Regions from separate parts of the Mus musculus genome. Here region 1 is linked to region 2. A link is a contact called in public capture Hi-C data. All regions are on one chromosome and are shown on one strand. The core of a region is the stretch at or near the end of the contact, and the rest is flanking DNA. Distances in the headings are between cores, read along the strand shown.

Region 1 (6,774 bases), core at 3,227-5,726, 110 kb after region 2:
TTGTATATTTATTTTATACTCTAACATAATTTTAATTATGTAGACCTTGTGCATTTATATTTTGTAGGTCTCACGATAATTTTATGTTTGCACTGCCATTTCCATTCTGTATTTTCCTTTCTAAAACTTAATTTTGCTAATAATTTGAGTTTTGTCTTCTAAATTTTCTTAAATCACTGCTTAATTTTTCATTTTATTTTATGTTTAAAATTTTAGACATTAATGGCTTTGTGAGTTTATTTAAGTGTATAATTTTCTTTTTTAGCTACTAGCCTTAAGTTTTAGAAGTTTATGTGTATGGGTCTTTTGCAAGCATGTATCTGTGCACCACTTAAGTGCCATGTGCCTACAGAGGTCAGAGTGGATATGGGTTCCCTTTGAACTGCAGTTAGAGATGGTTGTGAGCTGCCGTATCAGTGCTGGGAATCAAACTGAGGTCCTCTTAGCTGCAAACACCCAGTTCTCTTAACTGTGGAGTGATCTCTTTAGCCCTGCCATTAATCTTAAAATGACTGAAATGCTAGAGCAGAACTTGGGTTTTTGTTTTGTTTTGTTTTTTTGTTTTTTTTTTCTGAGACAGGGTTTCTCTGAGTAGCCCTGGCTGTCCTGGAACTCACTTTGTAGACCAGGCTGGCCTCGAACTCAGAAATCCGCCTGCCTCTGCCTCCCAAGTGCTGGGACTAAAGGTGTGCGCCACCACGCCCGGCAAGTTGGTTGTTTTAGTAACTAACATTATTAGCCCAGGACGTATGATAGTAGCTGAGACTTGATTTTCTATGAAAACGTGTTGTAACTACAAGTTAAGTGCCTCTGCTTGAAGATGCCTTTTAATTGAATTGAATTTTTAACATATTCAGTGCCTTTTGGATTTCTTTTTTCTTTAGACCTCTGGGACCAGAGAGTCTCTTGCTTCGTGGAGCCAGATTAAAAAATACAAAAGAAATTTTTGGTTTGTACATTCTTAAGTTTTTTTTAATTGTTTGTATGTTTTGTATTGGTGTTTTTATATGAAGCTTTGCTTTTACAAACTTGGAGGTGCTGGGTACTGAACTCAGGTCTAGCACACAACAGGCACACGCTCTGTATCCCTCCAGACAGCATCCCAACCTCTGTAATGGACCTTTAACAGCATAGCATTTTATGCTCCTTTGATTGCATATTACTTTATTAAGTGATAATTTTCTTTAATTTAAGGTTTGTTTTAATATTGAATTTTGTCATTGTTGTTAATCTCTCCTGTGAGTAGTACTTGAGGCTTTCTTGTACTGTGTTTGTGCATAACTATCAAGTTGAATACTAAGAAAATGATTCTGGTATACTTGAAGTAACATGGATACAATCTGTGCTTTTTAGTATCACAGTAGTAATCCACACTTCTTCAATTTTGTTATGGTTATCCTTCAGTTGAATTAATAATTGCAGACATACTATGATATCAACAATTTCTTACTGAATGTGGAAAGGGTACTTTTTGGAACATACACTCTATTACTCAAAATGAAGAATAGTAGTGCCCTTGCCGTATAGAAGCCAGGCCTAAAAGGCCACAGATTATATGCTCCCTTTCATTTGGAACACCTCACATAGTATATCCAGAATGATGAAGCGCTAAATGATCTCCAGGAGTTAAAGAAAGAAAGAGAAATAGACATTTAATGGGTCCAGCCATTTTAAAGTGATTCAAGTATTCTCTAGGTAGAAAAGATGACTCCACATGATGTGAATGTGTTATCACCACTCTGACTATACATGTTAAATAAAATAGGTTGTATGTTGATGTTACATGTATTTTGTTACCATTTAAAAAAATTATAACAATGTTTCACTATCTGAAACTAGAATAAATCTCCAGGACTTTTAATTTTTCTCATGAGACACTGAATCTTTTATGACTTTCTGGGAGTAATGCTTTTTGTTCTTGTTACTTTAAAGTAGGGGTCCAAACTCTGCTTAGTTTTAGAAGCAAAGGTGTATTTGAATGCTTTTAAGTGGGTCTGTTGTTTGCCTTAGAACCCTTTTCACTGTTGTTTTATTTTGAAGAGATTTTTTTCCCTCAAATTGTATGGTTTCAGTGTTATTTTTCATTTTAATTATGACCCCAAATTTAAAGAATAAGTATTTTTAAAATTCCAAGTCAGATAGTTACTAAAAGGACGCAGTTGATTCTAGGTTGTTTCTTTCACATTATTTAGGGATGGGAATCAACATTTAGAGCATTTAGGGATGGGAATCAACATTTAGAGCTTGCTCTTGCCTGATTAGTTTCATTCTGCAGTTTTAGTCCCACTATTGTGGCTGGTCTCTTTTATCTCAGGGTCTCCCATAGCTTTTATGAATGCTTACCTCATTTACTCTGAAAGACATTAATATCATTCATTCTTCAGTACTTAAGGAATGATATGTTCATTCCAGACTCTCTGACATGCTGGGTCTTTAGCGTAGTGCATAGCTCCAGTTTAACAGAAGTGTTTTTCTGTTGTTGCTGTTATTGGTTGCTTTAGCACCAAATGCAGTGGCTATCTATTGTTCCATCCTCATCTCCCACCAGTCTCAACTCCTAACATCTTTCACCCAGATAATTTGTTATGACTGAGAAACAAAACTTCACCTATGCAGGTTAAATGTCTAGATCACCAAAATTGTAAGCTTAGCAGGCTTTAAAGCTGTGAAAAAGACTCAAGGAAATGTCAAATCATAGAAACTCTTATACAGTGCTTTTTCTTCAAAGCTTTCATATTAGTAAGTGCATTTAAAATGGCAGTTTTATTTTATAGGTGTGGCTGTATACACTGGAATGGAAACTAAGATGGCACTAAATTACAAGAGCAAGTCACAGAAAAGATCTGCAGTAGAAAAGTAAGAAAACTTTCATAATTATATGTGTATCTTATATATGTATAACATATATGAAAATAGACTTTTCAGGAGCTAGAGAGATGACTCAGTGGTTAAGAACACTGTTGCTCTTGCAGACAATCTGGTTTGGTTCCCAGCACCCACATGGTGGCTCAGAACCATTTTAAACTCTGTTCTAAGGGATCTCCATGGACATTAATGATATATACAGTGCAATTACACACATGCAGGCAAGATACTCATACACATAAAAATAAGTCCTTTAAAAGGGTATTTCATATTACATATAAAAATGATATTCTTATTGGATAAAGATGATGTTTTATGTTTTTGTATATATTTAGCATTTTACATAGTATTGATTTGACTGTTAGTATGAAAATATGACCAAATATAGTGTAGGTTATGAGGCAGTAGTTTTGAATAAAACACTTGGTGTGCAAGAATGAGAACCTGAATTAAGACACCCACTACTCATATAAAAAGCTGGTTGTGGTGGCATGTACCTGTAACCTTCTATGTAGAGACAGGAAGATCACAGGAGCTTGCCAGTCAGCTAGTTTAGCAGAAATAGTGAACTCTGCATTTAGTGTGAAACTCTTGTCTCAAGAAATAAGGTACACACCAAGAGAGGGACATACCAATATTAAGCATGCATACACCATAACACATACATGTCTGTGTATCAGTACAGGCATGCAAATCCACATACACATGCACACATACACATGCGCACACACACACACGCACACACACAAGTAATGTTGCACATGGTGATGGCATTCCAGCAATCTTAGAAGGCAGAGACAGGAAGATCATGAGTTTCAGACTACCCTGGGCTAGTAACCAAAAGAAGGTCAAAACTAGCAATGAGTCCAATCCTGAAGATGATTGGCGGAAGTGGGAGAAGTAAAAAAAGCAAAAGTCTAAGCTGTATTTCTTTATGTGGTTGAATTGTTAGAGGACAGGGTTTAACACTGGAAGAGCACCTAGAAAGTTAGGAGAAAATAGATAAGATAGCATAGGAAACAATGGACTTTAAAACTAATACATAAAGCCTGCCTAAATTCTTGCATGGCTGATAAACCTGTGTAGGTACAAGTTGACAATAAACAAACAAAACCTAGCAGAATGCTGGGGCGTGGGGAGGAGCTAAACAGAATTTGACTTTCACCAGTTGCAGTGAAGTTAGGTGCTTAAAGTTAACTGTCCACTAGAACACAAATCAACACTCTTCTGAAGAACGTGAAAATCTATAGACTCTGCGACCTGTTATATATAATACCCAGAGTGAGGTTTTTAATAAAAGTGCGGGAGCAGAGAGCTTTTGCTAGTGAGAGGACATACACTAGGACCATGGGCTCAGTCTCCAGCATCCAAAAATAATGATTATTGAATGAAACAGAATTGTAAAGATAGATGTCATATAAAGATGTTTAGGATCTGGACTTAAGCACCTTTAAAAAAAAAAACCCAAAAAAGTATAACTCTTGAACGACAAAGTTAATTAAATAACTCCATGTAAATTAAAAATGTTTTCAACTCCTCTTGAAAGGATGGAAAGACAAGCTACAGACAGGGGGAAATGTTTGCAAACCACAAACTTAAACCAAACAGTAATACAAAGATTCAGTTAGATGTTATCAAAAAACATGAATCACAGGTCATCAAAGGAGTTGTAGGTGACAAATGAAGAGATAAATATGCTGAGTCAACATCACTGGCTGTTATACAATATCACCAGAACGACAGTGAGGATAACTCACCACTTAAACAAGACTAAAGGAGTACTCTGTTAATAAGAGTTAGAAGGAAGCAGAGGGACTAGATCTCATACACTGTTGGTAGGGGTGCATCAGAATAGACTACTAAGTTGTTATAATTGGTACAAAAATCAAGTTCAAAGATTACATACTGCATATTTCCAGTTGTGTGACTTTTTCAAAATTAAAAGGCTGTATAGGTTGGGAACAGATTATTGCTGCCAGGGGACAGAGATTCAGTGTGGGGTAAGTGCGAATAGAAAGAGAGAAGGAATTCTAAGATGTGGCTCACCAATTAAGAACACTTGTTGATCTTTAGAGGACCTGGGTTTGGTTCCCAGCACCCAATGGTGGCTCCTAACCATTTGTAATTCCATTCTATAGTATCTCACACCTTTTGATATCCACAGGTACCAGATACCTGTGCAGATATATAATATGCATGCAAAACACACATACACACAAGATAAAATAAAAAATGATTAAAATTTTTGTTTTGTTTTGTTTTTGTTTTTTGAGGCAGAGTCTCTCTATGTAACTCTGGATATACTGGAACTCACTATGTGGACTAGGCCTACCTTGAGCTCAGAGAAAACTACCTGCCTCTGCCTTCAGTGTGCTGGGGTTAAAGGTGTATGTCATCATGCTGGGCCCCAGATAAAAATATTTTTATACATTTACATATTCATCTATATTTATATGTAGATACATATATATTTATACATCTATATTTACATATGTAAAGTGATGATGGGACAGTTCCTGGTAATGGCAGTTAATCTGTATATGGAATTAATTGCATGCAAATAAGTTCAGGTTTTATAAATGTGAACCTTAATCAAATCTAATTCCCTGGTCATTGTGGATTATTTGTTTTATTCTTTTGAACCAAATAATTTGATATTTTAAAATGTGAGTAGTCCTAAAGTTGAAGTACCAAATAATACTATGCCTAACACATGATCAAGTAGAGAAAGAGCCACCTCTTCTTATGCCTCTACTTCCCATGTGTTCTTACAGTCATCTGGTTGTACTAGGATTTATGCTGGAGGCTATGTAAGAGTAAATATGTCCTTAGTTAGAAAAAAAGGTAAAGTATGGGAGGCCTAGGGAGAAAAGCCAGGAATGCAGGTATTTTTCTACCCTGCAGAGTTTTTGTGAAAACTTTGACTTATGTTTTTCTTGCATTCTCACTAGGCATGAAGTTCATCACACCATTGTAATTATGTTTCTATACATTTTAATTGTTTAATGAAAAAATTTCTTTACTTACATGAATATTTTGTTTTTCTGACTTAAAATTGGACATTGTATTAAGGTTGCTCAATGAATGAAAGAGGGTTTCTGAATTCTTTACTTTTGGTGATTTGATGAAATTATTAAGTTATCTCTAGGTTTGGAGTTTTGTCCCTAGAGAGGATCTCACAATATCTTCAATCTTTCTATTTATTTATTTATTTTCAGATTTTTGAAACAGGGTTTCTCTGTATAACCCTGCTTGTCCAGGAACTCACTCTGTAGACCAGGTTGGCCTCAAACTCAAAAATTCTCCTGCCTCTGCCTCCCAAGTGCTGGGATTAAAGGTGTGTGCCACCATTGCCCAGCTTTTTTTATTTTTTAAAAAGCTAGATGTTTAGGATTTGGTTAAGGTAGTAGATGTAACAGAAGTTTTGAAAAACATTTAATGCTATATAAATGTTAATTTTAGCTGTTATAATTAGATAAACCTGAAAATCTGAGAATAGTTGTAGTAAAAGCCAGTGACCCAAACTTACTGTAACATTGTATATATTGGTTTATTTATTCCTGATACAGCTTTTAAAAATATTTTCTAGAATTTCATACTTGAGTACTTATGTCATTTCACCACACCCTCTTCTCTCTAGCTTCGCCCACAACATCCCTTATCCATCTCAAATTTAAGAACTCTTCTTGTTATTTTTATTAAATGTACAAACACGTGAATTTTAATACAACTTGCTGAGATCAATTATTGTTCATATATATGCATTTAGGGTTACTACTTCAAATTGGATAACTTATACAGGACATATCTCTAGAGAAGAGTGATTACCCCTCTCTTAGTGACTTGTAATTCCTGTAGCACTGTATCTTGGAGTGGGACCTTGACATATTTCCCCATCCATATTGGCAT
Region 2 (6,839 bases), core at 1,389-3,888:
ACCCACTTTCTAGCCCACTGATTGATTGGCCCTCCATCCATCACCAGAAAATTTTGGGTATTTCTAGCTAGAGTAAATAGAATTAAAGTTAAACTTTAAGAAACTAAATTTCTTTTATCCAGATGATACTGAATAATTAGAATATATATACACGTGTAGACACATAAGTGTACACAGAGAGACAGTGAAAACCCTTGACTCTTTTAAATACTAGTTTTGAATAAGGGAGAGGTTTAGGGTAAGCAAACAGTGATAACACCAACAAATACATGCTTAAACAAAAGGACATAAAATCTTCATGTGTAACCTCACTAAAACCAAGATTAGTATCATTTTATCATTAGAAATATACCAGATAAGATATTAATTATCATGAGCATGTTTTTTAAAACTCTAATTCCAAAAGAGACATGAAAAAGGAAGAAAACTGTTTAGTTACTTGGGCTTCTCAGTTGCCAATGAGTATCATCCGGCATTGTCAAAGTCCACGAGGATGTGCTCACAGATGGCGTGAGATCTCACCACCTCAAGTTTCACAGTATGGAAGGGAGTTAGAAGTACCTGGGTACAGTCCTGACCTTTTCATCAGAGTGCAGTCCTTAACATAATTTCTTTCTGTTGTGTGATGAATGAAATAGTCTTTGAAGACAAATTACTTGATAAATGAGGCAGTGTTTGTAGACAAAGGCTATGCTGTGGCCACTGCCTGAGGTGTGTAGCCAACCTTGATGATCAGTCCATATACACATGCCCACAGGCCTTTCAGCAACCATAATGGAAAGAGTGTTCATCTCTTAGGAGTCACAAATACATTGTTTTTGTGACAAGAGCTCACTGTGTAGCCCTGGCTGATCTGGAATCCATCGTAGAGATCTGACTGGCCTTGAACTCAAAGATCTGCTTGCCTCTGCCTCTAAAAGTGTGTGTGTTCCACCAGGCCCTGCCACAATCAATAAAAACAAAAACTAATATAGTGTTTGATTATAGAAAGTAGTGTTTCTCTTTGAAGAGCCTACTTTAAAGCTCTTCTACCTGGGCTTCTGTCTTTAGTTTTACAAGATGATGATTTTAAGGAGAGTACCCAAATCTCTGTTCACATGTCCCCAAATCATGTTCACATTCCCCTCTGCCTATCATGGTCATAAGGAGACCTAGTAAGGCTGAGGAGTATTGAAGAGTCTGAGGACTCCCCAAACCTAAGTCACTCTCAAGCAGTATTAAACCAAATAAATTTATATTGAAGACAAAATAAATAAATAAATAAATAAATAAATAAAGGATTCATGACACATTAACTGTAGGAGGAAAATAATTTAAATGTGTTCTGTGCACAAAACACAGAAGGGCACATTGAGACTCTTGACGATGTCAGACTTTATTAAATAATGATAAATTCACAAGCTATGTTGCTTTTGCTGGCTACGGTTTACCTGGGTGTCCCAGTTTCCCTTGATAGCAGACTATTGGCAACACACATTACTTTATTCCGGTCTTAATCACTAACATCAACTCTCAGATCTGACATTGTACTTCAGACTCACAAGTGTGCATACATGTGTATGTGCATGTGTGTGTCTGTATGCATGTAAATTGCAGAATGGCTACTAATGGGTTAATGAAGTGGTATAGTTCAAAGAGGGCTTTACAAAAAAATTGGTACAGATGCAGGTACTGCAGGTAGTTTTAAAATCCAGTTGGAGAGCAAGCCGGTGGCACTGAGCTGAATCATGGGACCACAAGGTAGGGCAGAAACGCAGGACGACAGTGGTGAAGACCTGGTCCATAGGTATAGACAGACAGACCAACAGATGGCAACTCATAAGGGATGTTTCAAGAAGTAAGGAGCTTGCTGGGCTGAAGCTCAAGAAGTCTCTGCCCCCATACCAGACAAGTGGATGACCGTTGCTGGGACTGTCATCATCATGGTATTGAGTGTCTGTTAGTGGGGTCTAGGTAAGGAGATCTCACCCTTCCTTGGCCTGTGTGTTTGAGGGTTTCTTGGGTCTGGATTTTTCTGTTGTGGTTTCAAATCTACTTTGATAAGTTTATAATTGGTACCTTTTTTAAGAATCAGTTATCTGCGGGGCCTAGCAAACACATAAGTGGATGCTCACAGTCAGCTATTGGATGGATCACAGGGCCCCCAATGGAGGAGCTAGAGAAAATACCCAAGGAGCTAAAGGGATCTGCAACCCTATAGGTGGAACAACATTATGAATTAACCAGTAACCCGGAGCTCTTGACTCTAGCTGCATATGTATCAAAAGATGGCCTAGTCAGCCATCACTGCAAAGAGAGGCCCATTGGACTTGCAAACTTTATATGCCCCAGTACAGGGGAACACCAGGGCCAAAAAGGGGGAGTGGGTGGGTAGGGGAGTGGGGGGGAGGGTATGGGGGACTTTTGGGATAGCATTGGAATGAGGAAAATACCTAATAAAAAAATTAAAAAAAAAAAGAATCAGTTATCTGGCAGTCTGTGCTTCCGGTGGTATCTACGTGGACAGTCATGTTGCCTCTGAATTTGCTGCTTTGTAAAATGGAGTCACCCAGGGCACAGCTTTCACATAACAGAGGAGAGCACAGCCTGAACCTCTAGCGAGAGCACGTGATTTAAAAGAATCCACATGAGTACAGTGCCCTCAGAGGCCAGAAGAGGGTGCCATAGTCCCTGGAGCTGGGTAGAATTATAGGTATCAGACATGAATGCTAGAAACTGAACTCACGTTCTCTGGAAGAACAGGAAGTTCTCTTAACTGCTGAGCCATCTCTCCAGCCCTTGCTTTCCTGTTTTCATTGATAGGCTTACGTTAAGCAAGCCTTTGCTCACTATGCCTGTCTTTTCCCATGATACATCTGCTATTAATCATGTGCATGCCCGATCATGTATAAGCATACGATGGTAAGTAGATGTTCTTCCTACAAGTTCACACACAGGACACACTTTACCTCTCTGGGAGTCATCGGAGACCGGCTGGATCGATCAATCCACTGTTCCCAGATGTGCTTACTGTCTTTTGAGCCCTCATCTGTCTCTCCGCCCTTGAGCTTACATTTCCATTGAGATACCCTTGATGAAATCACCAACTCTGCTTCATAAATTGGCAAATCTTAAAGTTCTTTCAGCGACTGAGTTAAGGTTCATAAAAGTCCCAAGGGTGCTAAAGGTGACGTGTGTCCTCGTCTTCCCGCCTCCGGTGACGTCATCGCTAAGACTCTTGAAGTGTGATTCCTGTGAATAGTCTACACCTGTACTTCCGGCTGTGTCTTACTTTCGTCGGAGCAACACTCTTTCTTTCAGGCCTCTGTGTAAGCCTGTATGAAAACAATTAACAAAATCTCTGCTCCAACAGTCCTGAAATTCTTGCTATTGAAGTCCCATTTCCGCCTGACATCTTGGTCCTTAAACATCTTGGGTAGCTAGCTGCTCAGGCTAGGATGGCGGTGTAGAGCTTTGTCTCTGACCCCTCACTACTGGCACCTCCCACCCCGGTTGTCTTCAGGAGGATGTCATGAGCTAACTTAGTAAAAGGCCTGGGGAAAGCATAAATAGCCCTGGTCAAGGTAGGGTCCTGCAGATCACTGACCTGCAAATCATTGTCTCCTGCAAGGACAAGGTGCAAACCAGTTTCTAGCGACAAGTGCCCCTCTGGTTAGCTACAGGCTTGAAACTTTTTCTTCTGGTAGTATGAGATTCCCGAGAGCATCCCGATTTTAGGGGTGGTCACTCTGTCATAATTTGATAGCCAAAGTAAGGAACAAAAGAATCCTTTAGATCCTTTGTCAGTCCATTTATAAAATTCCTGGAATGTGCCACTTCGGCATGAGTGTTGTTTGGAGTGGAAGGTATTTGAAAAGCAGCAGATGCTGAAGGAAAGGAATCCCCTTCATTCCCTTCTCCTTGCATACAGGAGAATAAAAAAAAAAAAAAAACCTACACTGAAGACTAGGCAAAAAAGAATGCCTCTCAATGGGGAGGCACAACAAACAGGATTCTGTACAAACAAACCCTGCTAAAACAATTCCTATTTTCCTTTAGCCTCCTACAGAATTTACTTCTCTGTACTCGTGTCTCTGTTCAACTTAATATAAAAGCATTCGAACGTCACCCCTTCCCTGATGTTTAGTTCTCAGTCGGAGCTCCCCAGTCCACAAAACTAAGATTAAATACTTATGTTCTCCTCTTACTTTTTTCATGTGTCAAATTAGTTCTTGAGCCCAGCAGGGAAGCATGAGAAGGCAGTGATAAAATTCTGCTTTTCCGACTCAAAACATTATTTGAATTCATCCCATTATGTGTTGCCTCAAAGACATACAGTTAAAAAAAAATTGAAACACTGAAATTAATGACTGATATATTTAATTTTGAGATTTATTTTTTAATAATGTGTATGTGGGGGAGGATGTGGTGGTGCCCATGATGGGTAGTAGCATCAGACCTTCCTGGGGCTTACAGATGGTGTGGGTGCTGGGAACTGAATTCCTACCCTCTACAACAACAGTATACAGTTTACTGCTGAGCCCACTCTCTGGTGGCATATAGGCTGATTTCTGATTAAGCAAATAAAGTAACCACATACTTTCCTTCTTATTTAAATCCTGACAATACCACTAAATGAAGAAAAATGAATATCTGTAGGAAGGAAGAAAATGCTGGGAAGATAGATGACTTAGATGATGGGAAAGAGGATCTAAGTTCAAGCTCCCAGAAGCCACTTGGAAAAGCCCTGTATGGCAGCACACACTGTAACCCAGTTGAGGCTGTAGTGACAGGAGGAATCCTGGCTTGCAAGCCAGCTAGTCTACACAAATCAAAAGGCCTCAGGTTCAGTGAGAAACCCTGTCTCAAAAATAAGATGGTACTGGCCTTGGTGGTACACATCTTTAACCCCAGAATTTAAGAAGCTGAGGTAGGAGGATTTCTGAATTTCAAGACATCACGGTCTATATAGAAAGACCCTGTCTTAAATAAAAAATTAAGAGGAAAAATAACTGAGAAAGAGGGTACAAAGAAGGAGGGGAAGGAAGAGGAAGAGAAAGAGAAAAAATAACAACAGTAAAAGAGACTAGAAGGGGTATCAGTAGGTGTAACAAGCAGAGTATCTCATCCAAGGAAAAAGAGCTACCGGAACTGAAGAGATCCCTGACAGGAGGAACCTAACTGGACCTGCTGAACCACTGAGAAACTTAGGACTTGGAAGCACCACGGGCCACACAGGGTGGAGATGCTAGCTTTGAATATATTAAGGCAGCAAACTGATTGAAAAACCCAAGTGGAGCATGGACCTCTACCCAAACGTGGCTCCCTGAAACAGAAGCTCCTATGCCGAGTTTGCTTTCATACTGTTCACTTAAAAAACACCGAGCAGGTGGAACTGGGCAGGGCATGGAGCTCTGTGAAGCTTTGGTTCAGTCTCCAGCAGGAAATAAAATTAAACCAAACCCCACAGGGGTTCCCTGAGGAAACTAACTGGGTATCATCTCTCAACACTGGCAATCAATCTGCCCCAAAGGAGATGAGAAAGGGGAACACACTCTCCACGAGGAAACAGCACCCTGCCTAGGGGAAATGCATGACCCAGTAAATCATTTAAAAGATTATGAGAGACTTTTTTGTCACTCAATTGTGCAACTCTTGAGCATTGACTTTGCAGGTGACAGGGTTGTGTTACAGAGCCAAGAGGGTGGACATGCCTGTGAGTGGCACCTGGCCCTTTGCTCTTTACAGCCTCCAAAACATTCCTTGTGCTGTCTTTCTGGGTCCCTTCCTTTGTCTCCAAATCAGGATCACACCTGGCCAATGTGAGCTCTTGCCCTCCTCTCTATCACATTTCCTCTCTTCCTTTAGGAAGATTTGGATTGCATTTGGGGTTCATCTGGGTCATCCAAGTTATGTTTGGGGTAGAAGGAGACAATACAGGGCTTTTTTGTAACTCGACACCCTGGCTCCTTGTCCTATTTCACAATGCTTATTACCGACCTAATGGGGACAGGTCTCAATCTTGCCTGTGATTAGCTGGAGAAGAAGCTTTGCTTGCCATCCAATCCCAGTGAAGCATGCTCTGAAAAGATGCTTCAGCAAAACGCATCACTCCTCGATTGGCCCTCTCTTCGGCTCTCAGAAGATCACTGTTCTGTGCTGTGTTTAGCAAGATTCAGAACTCAGGAGCTTGAGGCTGACATCCAAAGAGTAGATGCAAAAAGCTTGCATTCCCCACCTATCAAATGAATAAAATCAAGAACAAGAAACTCTCACAGGTCCAGATTAAGGGAAAACCATAGGACTCACAAACCTGATTATTTTCTCTATTAAAACAAGAGATCTTTGAGACTGCATTTCCCTCTGCCTACATTTAATTTTTTAAGTGTCTTCAAACAACCCAACAACATGGGGCCCAGGTCCTCTTTGCACCTTCAAAGGACTATTAGCCTGCCTCACAGTTAATTACATATGTTCTTACTGTTTTCTATACATTGTAGGTGTCTATAGGCATGGGAAGCAGGGCATTAGCTCAAATCCCCACCTCTAGCCCTACCTTAGCCAAACTGTAAATCAATTTACTTTCAACTTCTTTCCTGATGTTTTTCAAAATACAGAGAAACTGTGTGACAAATTTAACAAATCTAAATGTCCACTAAGAATAACAATCAAGGCAGCTCTGTAGACAAAGGAGAAAGAGGCAAATGACGCAAGTTTGAGACTGGTGCCCCCACCGGGAAATAGTCAGACAAGACACCATGTGACTGCATAGAAGTTCAAAACGAAACAATGCTTGGCAACACTGACTGGTGCAACATGGATACTCAGCTTCCTTACAACAGCATCTTCATATGACCAGC

What was found. Capture Hi-C pulls out chosen DNA fragments and counts their contacts.
Region 1: a capture Hi-C map of embryonic stem cells shows a contact between it and region 2, with 4 times the contacts expected there. The contact joins two enhancer-like sites. A contact is called at or near these places in 2 of 15 datasets of contacts at CTCF or cohesin (embryonic stem cells and pro-B cells), 39 of 484 Hi-C or Micro-C datasets (B cells, CD4 T cells, CD8 T cells and 26 more), 7 of 115 datasets of contacts at active chromatin or transcription factors (CD8 T cells, acute myeloid leukemia, bone marrow-derived dendritic cells and 2 more) and 3 of 9 other capture datasets (adipose tissue, embryonic stem cells and liver).

What each region holds. Positions count from the first base shown.
Region 1 is chr3:35,797,710-35,804,483 of GRCm38.p6, forward strand. Atp11b (ATPase, class VI, type 11B) reads left to right here. Exons shown (of 30, transcript NM_029570.4): 9 at 885-949; 10 at 2,775-2,856. Among named protein-coding and RNA genes, the nearest start is that of Atp11b, 47 kb to the left of the region's middle. Within about 2 kb of position 4,477, at least 2 of the 459 cell types and tissues checked have an H3K27ac peak or open chromatin away from gene starts, as enhancers often do.
Region 2 is chr3:35,690,538-35,697,376 of GRCm38.p6, forward strand. No RefSeq gene overlaps it. Among named protein-coding and RNA genes, the nearest start is that of Gm6639, 28 kb to the left of the region's middle. Within about 2 kb of position 2,639, at least 45 of the 459 cell types and tissues checked have an H3K27ac peak or open chromatin away from gene starts, as enhancers often do.